Regions from separate parts of the Sus scrofa genome. Here region 1 is linked to region 2. The links are chromatin contacts, called in public promoter capture Hi-C maps. All regions are on one chromosome and are shown on one strand. Each heading gives the region's core, a stretch centred on a gene start, on an enhancer-like site or on the middle of the called end of the contact. The rest is flanking DNA. Distances are from core to core; before and after follow the strand shown.

Region 1 (5,840 bases), core at 1,910-4,409, 630 kb after region 2:
CACTTAAGAATTTACTGCAGAATTCTGCAGCTTTCATTCCACATTTAGGATGCAATTATTTCATTTTTTCTTTTCCTGGTAGGTTTATTTTTCTCTTTTTTCTTTTTTTATTGGTCATAAAATATTCATTAAGGTATACTTTAGTGAATATAATGAATATAAAATTTAGGATCACAATATGAAACAATTGCAATCCACTCAAAGAGTAAAAAAATCTGTAGAAGTAAAATGTGTATTTTTAGGACTTTTTGATAGGTATAAGCAAATGTCTAATTAGACTGAATTGTCTCAATTTAGACATGGCTGAAAATGTCTATTTCCCTAGTCTCTTTTACATTATTTTCCATTCACCAGCTAAGAAAATTTTCTCTTAGTTTCAATTAGCACTTTTTAAAAATTAATAGCATTTTTCCTTAATTCTATTGTGTGTGTGAGTTGCTATCCTTTACCAAATTTCCAGTGAAATTTCTTTTTCCTATTGAGTTGTATGGTCTCTTTAAAGATGATAGTGATTACCATGTTCCTAGCTTGTCGTGTATTAACTTCATTTAATGGTGGTGTTGACACAGAAGTACTGGATTTTAATGTAGTCAAATCCAGCAATCTTATTCTTCACTGTTTCTGCGTTTCTTACCATGGTTAGGAAAACCCTTCCTATGCTGAGATTATAAAACTATTAAACCATACATTCTTCTAGGCCTTTTGTGGATCTGGGTTTTACATTTTACATTTAATCAATCTGGAGGCTATTTTGGCACAGAAGTTAGATAAGTATATACTTTCATTTTTTTTGCCAAATGTTTAGCCTTTTGTCATATAATCAGTTACCAGATTATCTTCGTTCCATAATGTTTTAAAATGCATGTGAAATAAGGGAATAATTCTTTGGTAATTTTTCAAATTGACACTGCTAACACCCTCCCTCAGCTCTGTGCCTTTCTGTTGAGTGGGTGTCTTAAAATGCAGGCCGTGGTTAAGGGTTGGGCCTCATTCAGGATCTGGGTAAAGACTGCTATGTGTCTGTCAAGAGGGTGGTGGGTGGGTCTCTTCTGGGTCTCATCAACTCCAGTCCTAACTGCTCTCTCCTCCACTTTTTATTCAATGCACCCACTTTCCTGAGACACCTTAAAAGAATTCACGCAGATTTGTTAAGGTGACAACATTCCCCCTTTACAGTCGCCTTCTCCACCAAAGCTTTGTCATCGCTTTCACAGTGGGATCATCCTAACAACCACAGCTGAGCCTGACCTCAAAAGAACTGATAAGACTTCTAGGCACATGGTGTTGTTTTTCAACGGAGGAAATGACTCCCAGACCTGGGGGTGACATACGCAGCCTTGCAGCTTTGCGGATACAGCCCTGGGAGAGAAGGGAGCAGAGACACTCATACAGCACCATCCAGTCAGCTGCAAGGACTGGCCTTTGCTGGGTGCCACCTGGGCACTGAAAATTGTCTGTGGCTGCTCTAGAAGGAAAGGATGTGATGACTGTGCTTCACCTCCTAATGCCCTACCCCTTTCTCTCTGTGATTCTGGAGCAAATAATGAAGGAGGCACCACAGGAAGCTCTGCATTTGTGCTGAGGCGCCTTCAGGAGCCAGGCCTACAGGGCAGTTCCCCCTACACACTCAGGGACTTTTCTGTACTGCTGTCCTGGGTTTTGAGGAAAGGTGTGTGTTTGTCTTCTAAACTAGACTGTCAGCTCCCTTCCTAGGAGAAGAGAGTATATCTTTTTTACATTTATGTGTCCAAAGCCCAGCAGAGTACCTGACGCTTAAAATGGGCTCAGAACATACAGGTTCAATGAACTTAAATAATGATGTTATTAGTGATAGTGAAACTAACACTTAGCAATCAACTTACACTTTGTACACAGTGAGAAATTAAATGTTTTGTTTTTGTTGTTAAATGTTTAACAGGTGACTTTTGGGTAGAGGACAAACACATAGTAAGAGGAAACATACCTTATGAAACCTCTCCTTTAATAGGATAAACTAGCCTCTGCGTAGGAGCTCTGGAGCAGGGAACCTGGAGAGAATTACACTGAGGAGAGCTCCAGGATGAAGGAAGACGAAAGCGATTCAAACGGGGAGGAAGCCCAAGCAGTCTCAGCCATAGAAAATTTTAATACCATTCTTCCCTCTCCCAAATTCCCTTTCAGAGGCCAGGATCCTATAAAAATACATTTGAAGGTGGCTTAAGGCATTTAGGGAGCCTTGCCCCCTCTTAGGATCACACAACAGGATTTGAATGCCTGTACTTCACAAAGAAGCCTCATGAAAAAGAGCTCATCTAACTTGCTGAGTGATTTTCAAAACTTACAATTTATCCATGTAAGAAAAAAATCTAATTTCTTATCCTAGAAAATAGTGTTTTCTCTCCAAAACTCAGAGGGGGTACATGCAGAAAGATTTTTTTTTTCTGGGTTCTTACATACCTGCCTTTGCTCTGCAAGTATCAAGAGGGTGACCTGACTTGGATTCTGGCCCTTTCAAGAAGCCTCTGTAGCTGCCACCTAACCACATCCTGGGCTCCCCACCAGGTAAGAAGCCTATCCAGAATTCTGCAGCTAGTCAGTGGTGGAGCTGACATGCAAATTCAAGACAATTCCAAACCGGATCTCTTACCCATTATTTCGGATGCAAATTCTTTAACGGGATAAGAAGAGCATAGCCCTCCACCAGACTCCTCCCCAACCTCACTAAATTCTCCTCTGGTGTTCCAAAACGCCACAGACTTCGCTTGAAATATCTGCTCCTCGCCTCAGAGCTCTAACTACAGAATACTTAGTCTTTGCTCCCCCAATGGCTCAAAACAAAACCTCCAAGCACCCAAGGTTTTATCAACTCATTTCTTCCCAATGAGCTTCCTCCCACCATACCTAATGCAAGAACCCAGATTCTCAGTTTCTTGGTTCAGCGGACGACTTCACAAGCTGCCTACACACGCCTGGCTAATTTGAGCAGCCTTTCGGCGCTCTTGGTGCCCGCTCTACATACACCCGCGAACGAATCAGCGCCACCGGCTGAGGACCATATGGAGGTGGCCTGAGCGCCCAGCGATCACCTGGACCCGCAGAGTCCCGAGAGGCCGGACGCATCGCCGAACTACGTTTCCCACAGTGCTCGGGAAAGCCGGGGCCGCCGAGGCCCCAGCCTCCAGCTCGCGCGGAACCTCCTGGGAGCTGTAGTCCGGTCTGCTCGCGCCGGCGCTGCTGTGGGATCGGTGCCGGCCTTTGTCTGTCTGCGGGCGCGCGCCGCTGCGGTGAGTGAGGCCGCCGGCCGGGTCAGTGCGCCCGGGTGAGGCGGGGCCCCGCCGACAGGCTACGGCTCCCGAGCTCCCCCGAGACCCTGAGCGGGCCTGACCAGCCTGGACCCCCAGGGCGGCCAACTAAGAGGGGAGAGGTCTGCGGCCCGCAAGAAAAGGTCCATCTGGACCAGAGAGCGGGGTGCTGAGGCCCAGCACGCAGGGCGGCCCTGGGGGCCCGGGAACGCGGGGTTGGGGGAGCCTGAGGCGGGAGGGTAGAGCCTGTTCGGACTAGCGGGGGCCCCTCCGCCGCACCGCAGGGCGGGGTGTGGGGAAGGCCTGGCACCTGGAGCTGTGGGCGGGGAGGCCACAGTCAGGTGTGCCCCAGGGCCTTAAGAAGTTGGACAGGGGAAAGCGGTGTCTCTCTGGGGTGGGTGAATGGGAGAAAGGACAAACCCCGCTGGGTGGAGAATGGGAAAGGACAAACTGGATTCAGGTGTGTGGAGGAAAAACTCACCCCTACCCAGAATTTCCTAATCCTGAAACTATCCTCAAGATAGCAAAAGTTCCCCCTCTTCTAGTCATCTCCTCAGGACTTCTCAACTTTAGGCCTTAAGTCTGTAGGACATGTCAGAGGCCCTTCACAATTGGTTTTTTATTTGCCCAGGAGCTACTTCATATTTGTTATCAAAGTATTTATTAAGTGAGGAGATAGAGTGAGGGCTGTTTGGTTACTTGCCCAATGTCATTTGAGAGGACTGAGAGTGTAATCCAAATCTCTCATGGCCTAACTCTAAACCACAGGATATAATGGCCTTTCTGATAGGAAAAGAAATGTTTTCTAGTATAAAGTGGCTTTCTCCAAAATCTTTAGGAAATTGACTCCCCAGACTTGTGTAATCTAGGGAGAAAATTATGACAGATTCCCTTTATTAATCAAAGAGGTTCCATAGACACATCTGAGTTCTTCCTGAATATCTCACAGCACGTGGAGAGGCACAGCTGTAAATTCTACCCACGGTTCCAAGCTCTATTTGCTGGACTCACCAGGGACAGAGTCCAACCTTAGGCAGCAGGTACATATACGTTACGTTGACTTGGCTGATGTGCAGCTGTTGAGCAGTAACACCTTGAACTTCCTAGTGAAAGGTCCTGTAGTGTCCTGACACTTTGATAGGGCATTGCATTGTGGTTTATACTCCAAACTGAACCTGAATCTGCCAACTAAGAGTTTAAATGCCTCTCCAGTCACCATGATATGTAGCAGAAAATGCAGGTGTCAAGAAGACCAGATGCTTGGATTAACACAGAATTGTTGCATCACACTGCTATTTCATTAAATCAGGAGGTCAGCATTTTCTTGTTAAATATTGGAGGAAAACAAAGATTATACACTGAACCACTGCATAAATAAAGTATAAGAATTCAGTAATTAGGGTCCTGAAATAAGAATATTCCCTCCAAAAAAAAATAATAAATAAAAAAATAACGTGGAACAAGAGGATTTCTAGGATCTGGAAGAATAGGAAAGTCTGGTCAAACTCTGTTCCATTTTATTCCATTTTGTAAGAATTCTGACTAGCTCATTAGTGATGAGGAAGTAGAGAATTGTCTGGACTTAGGCTTTGGATCCCGAGAGTCTTGAATTCGAACCTTACTCCACCTTGACTCCTTACTGGCTCTGGGACTTGTGGTAAGTTATTTCCCTTGTCAGAATGCCCTGGGCTTGGTTTTGGAGTCTGAAGTAGGTCTTCTTTTTCCAAGAATTGACAAGTATTTATACTTCCTCAGAACTGGTTTTCTCATATCTCAAAAAGCAGAAGTGTGGGTGTGAGTCTAGAGCCTCCTAAGAAGTGCTAAAAAGATATAGGAAGTCTCTTTTTCTGTCCCAATAACCTAGTGGGGACTGGAGAGGAGAGCTGGAGCCATTTCAATCATAGAGCCAACTGTAAAGGGTAAAATATTGTTTTTTATATATTCTAAATTTCTTTGGGGGCTAAGAGATAAAGTAGCAAACTGTTACATGGAGGAAGTTCCAATCACTTGCAAAAGATTCCAATCACCTGCAAAAGCTAAGGTACAAATAGGAGGGACATTATCTTAGCATTAGCAGGAAGAGGTACATGTTTGCTTTATGGCTTCTCTGCTTACTCTTGGACTCTTATATTTATAAGTGGTCATGGTACCTTTTGGCCCATCTTGTGGTTTCATGGTAGGTGTCTGACATTACATCAGGCAATCCACATTTCCTCTATTCACTCATACCCCAAAATGGAGCGCCTGTTGACTTCATTCTTCTCACTTAACAATCATCCTGTCCTTTAATGTTTGTTTTTGTTGTTCTGTTTTGTTTTTGTTTGTTTTTTCCTCTCTAGGTACTCAAGAGCAGCCCATGGAAGAATCATATGAGGAGGTGGTGATTAAGGTCGTACGGCAGGAGTGGACATGTTTGGATTTCCAACAGCTACACTGCTGGACTGTCATGGAAGATATGCCCAGAATGTAGCATTTTTCAGTGAGTTGGTTGATTGCTGGGATGCCCTCAGCCCACAATAATCAGTGTCCCTGTCCTCAGCACAGGCTGTCCTCAACAGG
Region 2 (6,231 bases), core at 1,789-4,288:
TAGCCACTGAACCCTGAAGGTGTAAACAGCCCCAGCTGGGCAAAGGGCCATGGCTGGGCATCTGGACTGGGAACTAGGGTCTAGAGACCATAGCACATAATCAAGGCTTAGAGATACACCCATCTTTAACCCCTGCCTCCCTGTCACCTTGAACTCCTAAGGTGTCCTTGAGGAGCAGCAGGTCTGAGCACCGAGTGTGGAAGAGATCTGTAAGATCTCACATGGAAGGTGGCATTGCTCTGGGACTGGATGGAGAACCGAGTTTCCTGGTAGAGAAAGAAAGGTGGAGCCTCTTAAGCAGAGATAGTGGCATAAGAAAACAACAGAGGAGAAAGGGCGGTGGACCCTGTTGCCTTGAATTTGGGAGGTGCCCCTGTGGTGAGAGTTGACCTGTACAGAGGTGTACATTTAAATAGCTTGACAAACTGTGGACATTTTGCAGATTCTTGCCTTCCCTCTTTAAAATCCTAACTTGCTCCTCTTCCCTCTGGCCCATTTTCCCACAGCACTTAAAGAACTTCTATAGATTATGTGTTTAATTACTTATGTTTAATGCCTGCCCTCTTCTTTTCTCCCAGCCGCCAGGATGTAACTTCCAGGAGGACAGGGGTTTGGGTTGTTTCATTTGTTTGTCTGTTTTTGCTTCCTTTACTGAAGTATTTTAAATATGTATCCCAAGTCTGGCACGAACAGGGGCTCAATAAGTATTTTACTGAATTAATGGAAGAAGCGGTGGGCACTGAAGGGCCCACACTGATGTCTGTCCTGCGGCATGGCCAGGCAGGAGGCCCTGGTTTCTCTCCAGCCCACAGGGTACCTCAGGCTGCCAGAGCAGCAACCAATTTTGTGACAAAAAGGAAACAAACTAGAGGCTTTGACTTTGGCTTTTGCTGGACTTGAAGCGAGGCTCCGCGCGGCTCTCACTGAGCTCCAGCCTCGGTGTGCGTTTATGTGCTGGCCACTGGATTTATGACTGAACCTGATAGCATCTCGCATCTACACAGGGATCTGGGGCGAGCCTTGTCCACTCTGACCTCAAGAGCTTGCGGGAGGGATGGGAGGAAGAGGGGAACTGAGAGATTTTGCCACCAGAGGGCGCCCAAGCTCAGCCGCCGTGCTCTATCTTGTCTGAAGCCAGTTAGGGCCCAGGAGCTTGGAGATGACTGGCCCCAGCTCTAACCAGAAAGGAGGTGGAGGCTGGGGATCCCGAGAACTATCTCAGCCACTGGACTGCTAGTTCTTTAAGGGCAGGGACCAAGACAGTGGGATTCTCAGTTCTACACCCAGTTCCCAAGTACTGAATGAATGCAGCTTCACAGCACATCTACTTGGGTGCAAAAGTCATTTGGATACACAGACACACAGAGGATACCCAGCCCCACCGCTGGAATCCCAGCGCTCTTGCAGCTTCCTGCTAATTGCCCCTGCCCCCTTTCAAGCTGAGCCCAGGCTAGGTACACTGTCCACTCCCCTAAAAGCCAAAGCTCTGGAACTCCAGAGACCTGTCCCTACGGAGTGCTCCTTGGATGGCTGTGGGGACAGAAACCACTTCACTGTCAGGCTAGGAGGGAAACAACAGAGGGAGGTGGCCTGAGAGGCCTGTGATTATGATCACTAGTGAAGCCCAAAAGGGCGCTCTTTTCAGGTCTGGAACTCCCAGGTGCAATCCTTGTGCTCTGCTTGCAATCCTGTGCTCTGCTGGGTCACCTCAGCTGTCCAGGTTGGGGCGGGGCGGCTGCCAGGAGGACTAGACACTGCCAAGGGATGACCCTGTGGCTGTAGTCCTCTGGACCAGAAAAGCCAGCTCCAGGAGCACCATCCCTGGCATGAGGGGGAGAGAGGAGTGCTCTCATTACTTTAGGTCCTGCAGGGCATCCACTGGGGAGATGAAAAAAATACTGCATTGCATTTTTTTGCCTACTATGTATCTGACTTGATGTTGAGCACTTCGTGATGGTTGGGAGGGGAGTCTCAGGTCAATTCTAGTTCCATGCCGAGGGGTGGGAACGGGGTTTAGCCCACCTCACATTTGAGAGCAAGATACAGATTTTTTTTTGTCTTTTTGCTGTTTCTTGGGCCGATCTCGCAGCATATGGAGGTTCCCAGGCTAGGGGTCTAATCAGAGATGTAGCCACCGGCCTACGCCAGAGCCACAGCAACGCGGGATCCGAGCCGCGTCTGCAACCTACACCACAGTTCACGGCAACGCCTGATCGTTAACCCACTGAACAAGGGCAGGGACCGAACCCGCAACCTCATGGTTCCTAGTCGGATTTGTTAACCACTGCGCCACGATGGGAACTCCGCAAGATACAGATTTAAGTCAATTCACCATTACTAAGAGGCTCCTGGGCAACTGCCTTTGTTTTCTTTCCACTACACAGCATTCTATTTCAGAGCTTCAATTTTACAATTGCGGAAACTGAGGCTCAGCTAATAAGTGATAGCTTTGGCTCAGAATCAGAGTTGCTCTGATTGCAAAGACCAGTCTGGCCACTTTGTCCCAGCTTTTCTGGCCACTGAGCAGCGAGTGGAGGCGGATGATCACTTATAGGTAGGTCCTATACCTCCAAAATAGGACAATTTTAGCTACCTCAGGTTGACGCTGGTTCAGCTGGCCCTCAGCCCTAGGACCAACCTGTTTGTTTTTCCTTGGTTGTCCTCCAGTTCCTGTCTATGGGACTTAATCTCTCCATCTGCATAATGGGAACAATAACTAGCCCTGCAGCCCAGCCTCACTGAGTGGCCAGCTTCCTCGGAGCAGGTCAGGCTTACAGAACAGGGCCCAGCACAACTAAGAAGGTCAAAGGCTGGAGCGCACCACAGTCTCTGGAGCATCTCTGGGCAGGAGGAAGGGGGGGAAGGAGAGGACAGGGCGAGCGCCCCTGTGGGAGGGGACGCTGGTCAGAGCCCCTGGCCACAACTAGGATTCTGCTCCAGACCCGCCCCTCGCCGCGCGCCCCGCCCCGCCCCGCCCCTCTCTCGCCTCTAAAGTGCCCGGCGCGCGCCTCCTGCGGCCGCACTTTCACTCTCCGCTGCAGTGTCCCCAGTGTGTCAGGCCTCCGTCCGCTCGCCGCCTACTCCTGCCATGGGTGTCAAGGTCCTCGCCGTGCTGGCCCTCGTGCTGACCGCGCTCTGCCTCAGCGATGGTGAGTGGCCTCGGCGATCGAAGCGTGGGCAGGCGTGGGACTCCATGCCGGGCCGCGGCTTCCCTGTCTGTACCCGCGCAGTCCCGCGCGAACCTAATTCGCGCCGCTGTGCATCGGGGAAGTTGAGGTGGCCCACTTCTCGGGGCGCACTCCCTCGGCATGCGGGGTTCAAAAGCCGCGTCGTAGCACCCTCGGCGCTGAAACTTCGCGCCCTTCAGCCGGGCTCGGGTCCCGGAATCTGGAAGCAGCCGCCAGATCTGCGGCAAGCTGTAGAGCGAGGTCTGGCAGTATAACTTGGTGCCAGTGCGCCCAGGGCGCGTTTGGAGCCCGCGCTGGAGGGGGAAGTTGGGGAGCAGAGTCTCCAGCTTCGCGTTTTGGCCCACCTCCCCTTGACCGCCCACCTCCCAGTTCGTGGCTTCCCGCGCCCAGCTCGGTTTCCAGATCCAACGGGCTCAGAGGCCCCGCTATGCACCGGACTGGGGATGCGATCCGCGGTTTGTGTTGGAGAGAGCGCTTTTCAATCGCGACGTGCTTGTGGCGGCGATGCGATCGGGTGCAGCTGCGTGGCGTCCTTTCCACGCACCCACATAAACGAGGCTTCGCGGGCGGGCGTTCTGAGCAGCTGTCGGGTTTGCGCCACCCGCCTGGCTGCGCTTCTGTACAGCTCCGTGGTCCGTAGCGACGCGGAGAACCTGGGCGCATATCCAGGCACTACCTTCCCTGCCTCTTCCTGGGGTCAGCCAGGAGGGGCCCGGGGACCATCCGGGTCATGCGTGCGCCTACCCACCCCCCAAACACACCTGCAAACTGGCGCCTTTGTCACCAGCCAAGCAAGTGCTCTACCTCGGAGTGAATGCTGCCCTAAAATTTCATCGCCAAGGCCTTAGGCCACTGGGAAAGGTGGTGTCCCGTTTCACAGCGAGAGGGAGAGAGCTTTTTTTTTCCTTTTGAGGCTTAAGAGAAATCTCACTGTCCTGTTACAGGATACCACTGCTGCAAACCAAAATAAACTGTTGCCTCTGAACACACAAAACAAAACCATGTCAGCATGGGTAGGCCATGCTGAGTGTTCTTGGCTGGATGTTTCCAACAAATCCTGCAAAAGGGTTCAAGGACACTGAGTGCTCCATGCAGCTAAGGTCTGTCTAGGGCTGGAGCTCCTGGAGCAGTAGGCTAGGTTGGGCCTGAAAACCTCCGCTTCATTATAGGTGGCTGGTGGCTGACCACCTGGGAATTGTTTTTTAAAAGTATAGCATGTTGCTGATCAGTGTTGCCAAGGGACCACCAGCACCAAAGGCAATTTAGAATTTTTCTGTAAGCCGAAAAAGTTGACCTAGCCTGTGTCTTTACATTGCTTCCCCACCTCAAATCATGGGGAACACTCTGGCTTAGGTGTTAACAATTGAGTGGTTTGGGGAGAGGGGAGCTGCATCCTCCTGCTGTCAGAGGAAATGGTGCTTCCTCTAGCTGCCCCCATCCCTGGGGAACTACAGAAATGACTGGAATGCAGGGACCTAGGACCTTGAGTCCTGGGCACAGCTGACCTGGGGGGAGCACAGAAGGAGTGGGGACCACATTCACAGACTCCTCCTGACAACGGGAAGGGTTGGTTGCTTGCTTGTCTTTGTTGCCCTCTTGGCAGCTGGGTGGTCAGGTCTGGGTCCTGGGCTCCGAGGTGGTCTGGCTCTCTTTGCCTGCATAAACCAAAATGCATTTTGGAACCAGCTGGAGCCTGTGTGCTCATGCTGAGTTCCCTTGTCCTGGCTATGGCTCTGGCTCCTGCCCTCCCTTCCACCAAGTAGCTGGTTCCTTGGATGCCCTGGGCTTCCAGGGGTTAAACCCATGGTGGGGTGGGGTGGGGTAGAATCCCAGGCCTAGTTGGAGGGGCTGGCTCTGGCTTGGGGGCTTCTGTCTCTGCATTAGAGTGGAAGGACTGTTCCAGAGCCAACTTCAGCAGAAGCCACACTCACCAGAAGCCAAGTTCACCCAGACCCTGGGTAACATCTGGGCCAGTCAAGCCTCTTGCCTATACACAGAGTTATATCCAAAACAGTTGGAAAAGTGAGAAACATTGGCAAAAAGCTGGCAGGAAGGGCACCAGTTGGACACAGCACCTAGCTCTCTTGGTAAGAACACTTGGGCTCTGTCCCTTTAAAAAAACCTGTTGAAATTCTCCACTTGACAGGCAAGCAACTGGGTCCTGGGAGCAGGAATAAAAATTGCCTTTGAAGGAAATGGATAATCCCAGGGGGTGGAGAGGGGAGAAGAGAAAGAGAGAAAGCTTGTGTTTTGAGCTCAGAATGGGCTCTGATTTCTGGCCTGATCTCCGCTGCTTGGTTAATGGAGTCAGAAAAGCTTCTCAGAGACTCCAGAGAGGAGGAGCCCCCACCCACCACAGCACTGCCCTCAGCAGCTGTTGGGACATGCACCTTCCAGCTTGCTGCTCTGGGGTTAGGACCAGTCCTGCCTCACCACCGGGCTGCATGTTCCAGTCCTGCTCAGCTTGGAAGGACCCCTGAGAATTCCCGGGGAAGCCTAGAGACAGGACACTGAGAGGGGAGATTTCTCCTCTTCCTTAACCCAGGCTGCCCAGCCCCCAGCTCTGAGTCCCTTTTCGCAGGTGATCTGGTTACAGGGCAGTACTGGCTTCCCCTGCAGGGACCCAGTGCAGCAGCTGCTAAAAGCCAGGCCCGGCAGAAACTTTCTGGACTCAGCCCAGGTGTAAAGATGAAGGCTGCACCAGGCTCTCCAGGGTCATGAGTCCCTGAGCACCTTGAAGCCAGGCTTTCTCCTTCCTAGTTTTTAGGGAGTCCAGGTTGGTCCTGAGGGGCCATGTAGTCTGCTTTCCCCCTGACTTGATGGCTAAATAGACCTGCTGTACCCAAGGCCATGACACCCCTCAACTGAATTCAGTCTGTAGAAAAGAAAATTAAGTCCCTCACTCACAGATTCCTTCTGCTTCTTTGTTTCTTTCGCCCCAAAGTACAGAACTTCAGAACCACTGGGAGCTCTGTAAACAGGCAAATTTAAAACAAACAAACAAACAAAAACCCTCTGGACTAAATATTCTCAGACATACATT

Evidence for each region. Promoter capture Hi-C pulls out the DNA fragments that hold promoters and counts their contacts.
Region 1: a promoter capture Hi-C map of fetal skeletal muscle shows a contact between it and region 2, with 9 times the contacts expected there. The contact joins the promoter of ZNF32 here to the promoter of CXCL12 in region 2. A contact is called at or near these places in 2 of 5 promoter capture datasets (fetal liver and fetal skeletal muscle), 1 of 47 Hi-C or Micro-C datasets (skeletal muscle) and 1 of 2 datasets of contacts at active chromatin or transcription factors (skeletal muscle).

The regions. Positions count from the first base shown.
Region 1 is chr14:92,148,072-92,153,911 of Sscrofa11.1, forward strand. ZNF32 (zinc finger protein 32) reads left to right here and starts at 3,160. Exons shown (of 3, transcript XM_021073021.1): 1 at 3,160-3,263; 2 at 5,621-5,760. The coding sequence starts at 5,691. It also overlaps the pseudogene LOC102167823.
Region 2 is chr14:91,513,414-91,519,644 of Sscrofa11.1, forward strand. It overlaps CXCL12 (C-X-C motif chemokine ligand 12), which reads left to right and starts at 3,039. Exons shown (of 4, transcript NM_001009580.1): 1 at 3,039-3,149. The coding sequence starts at 3,089.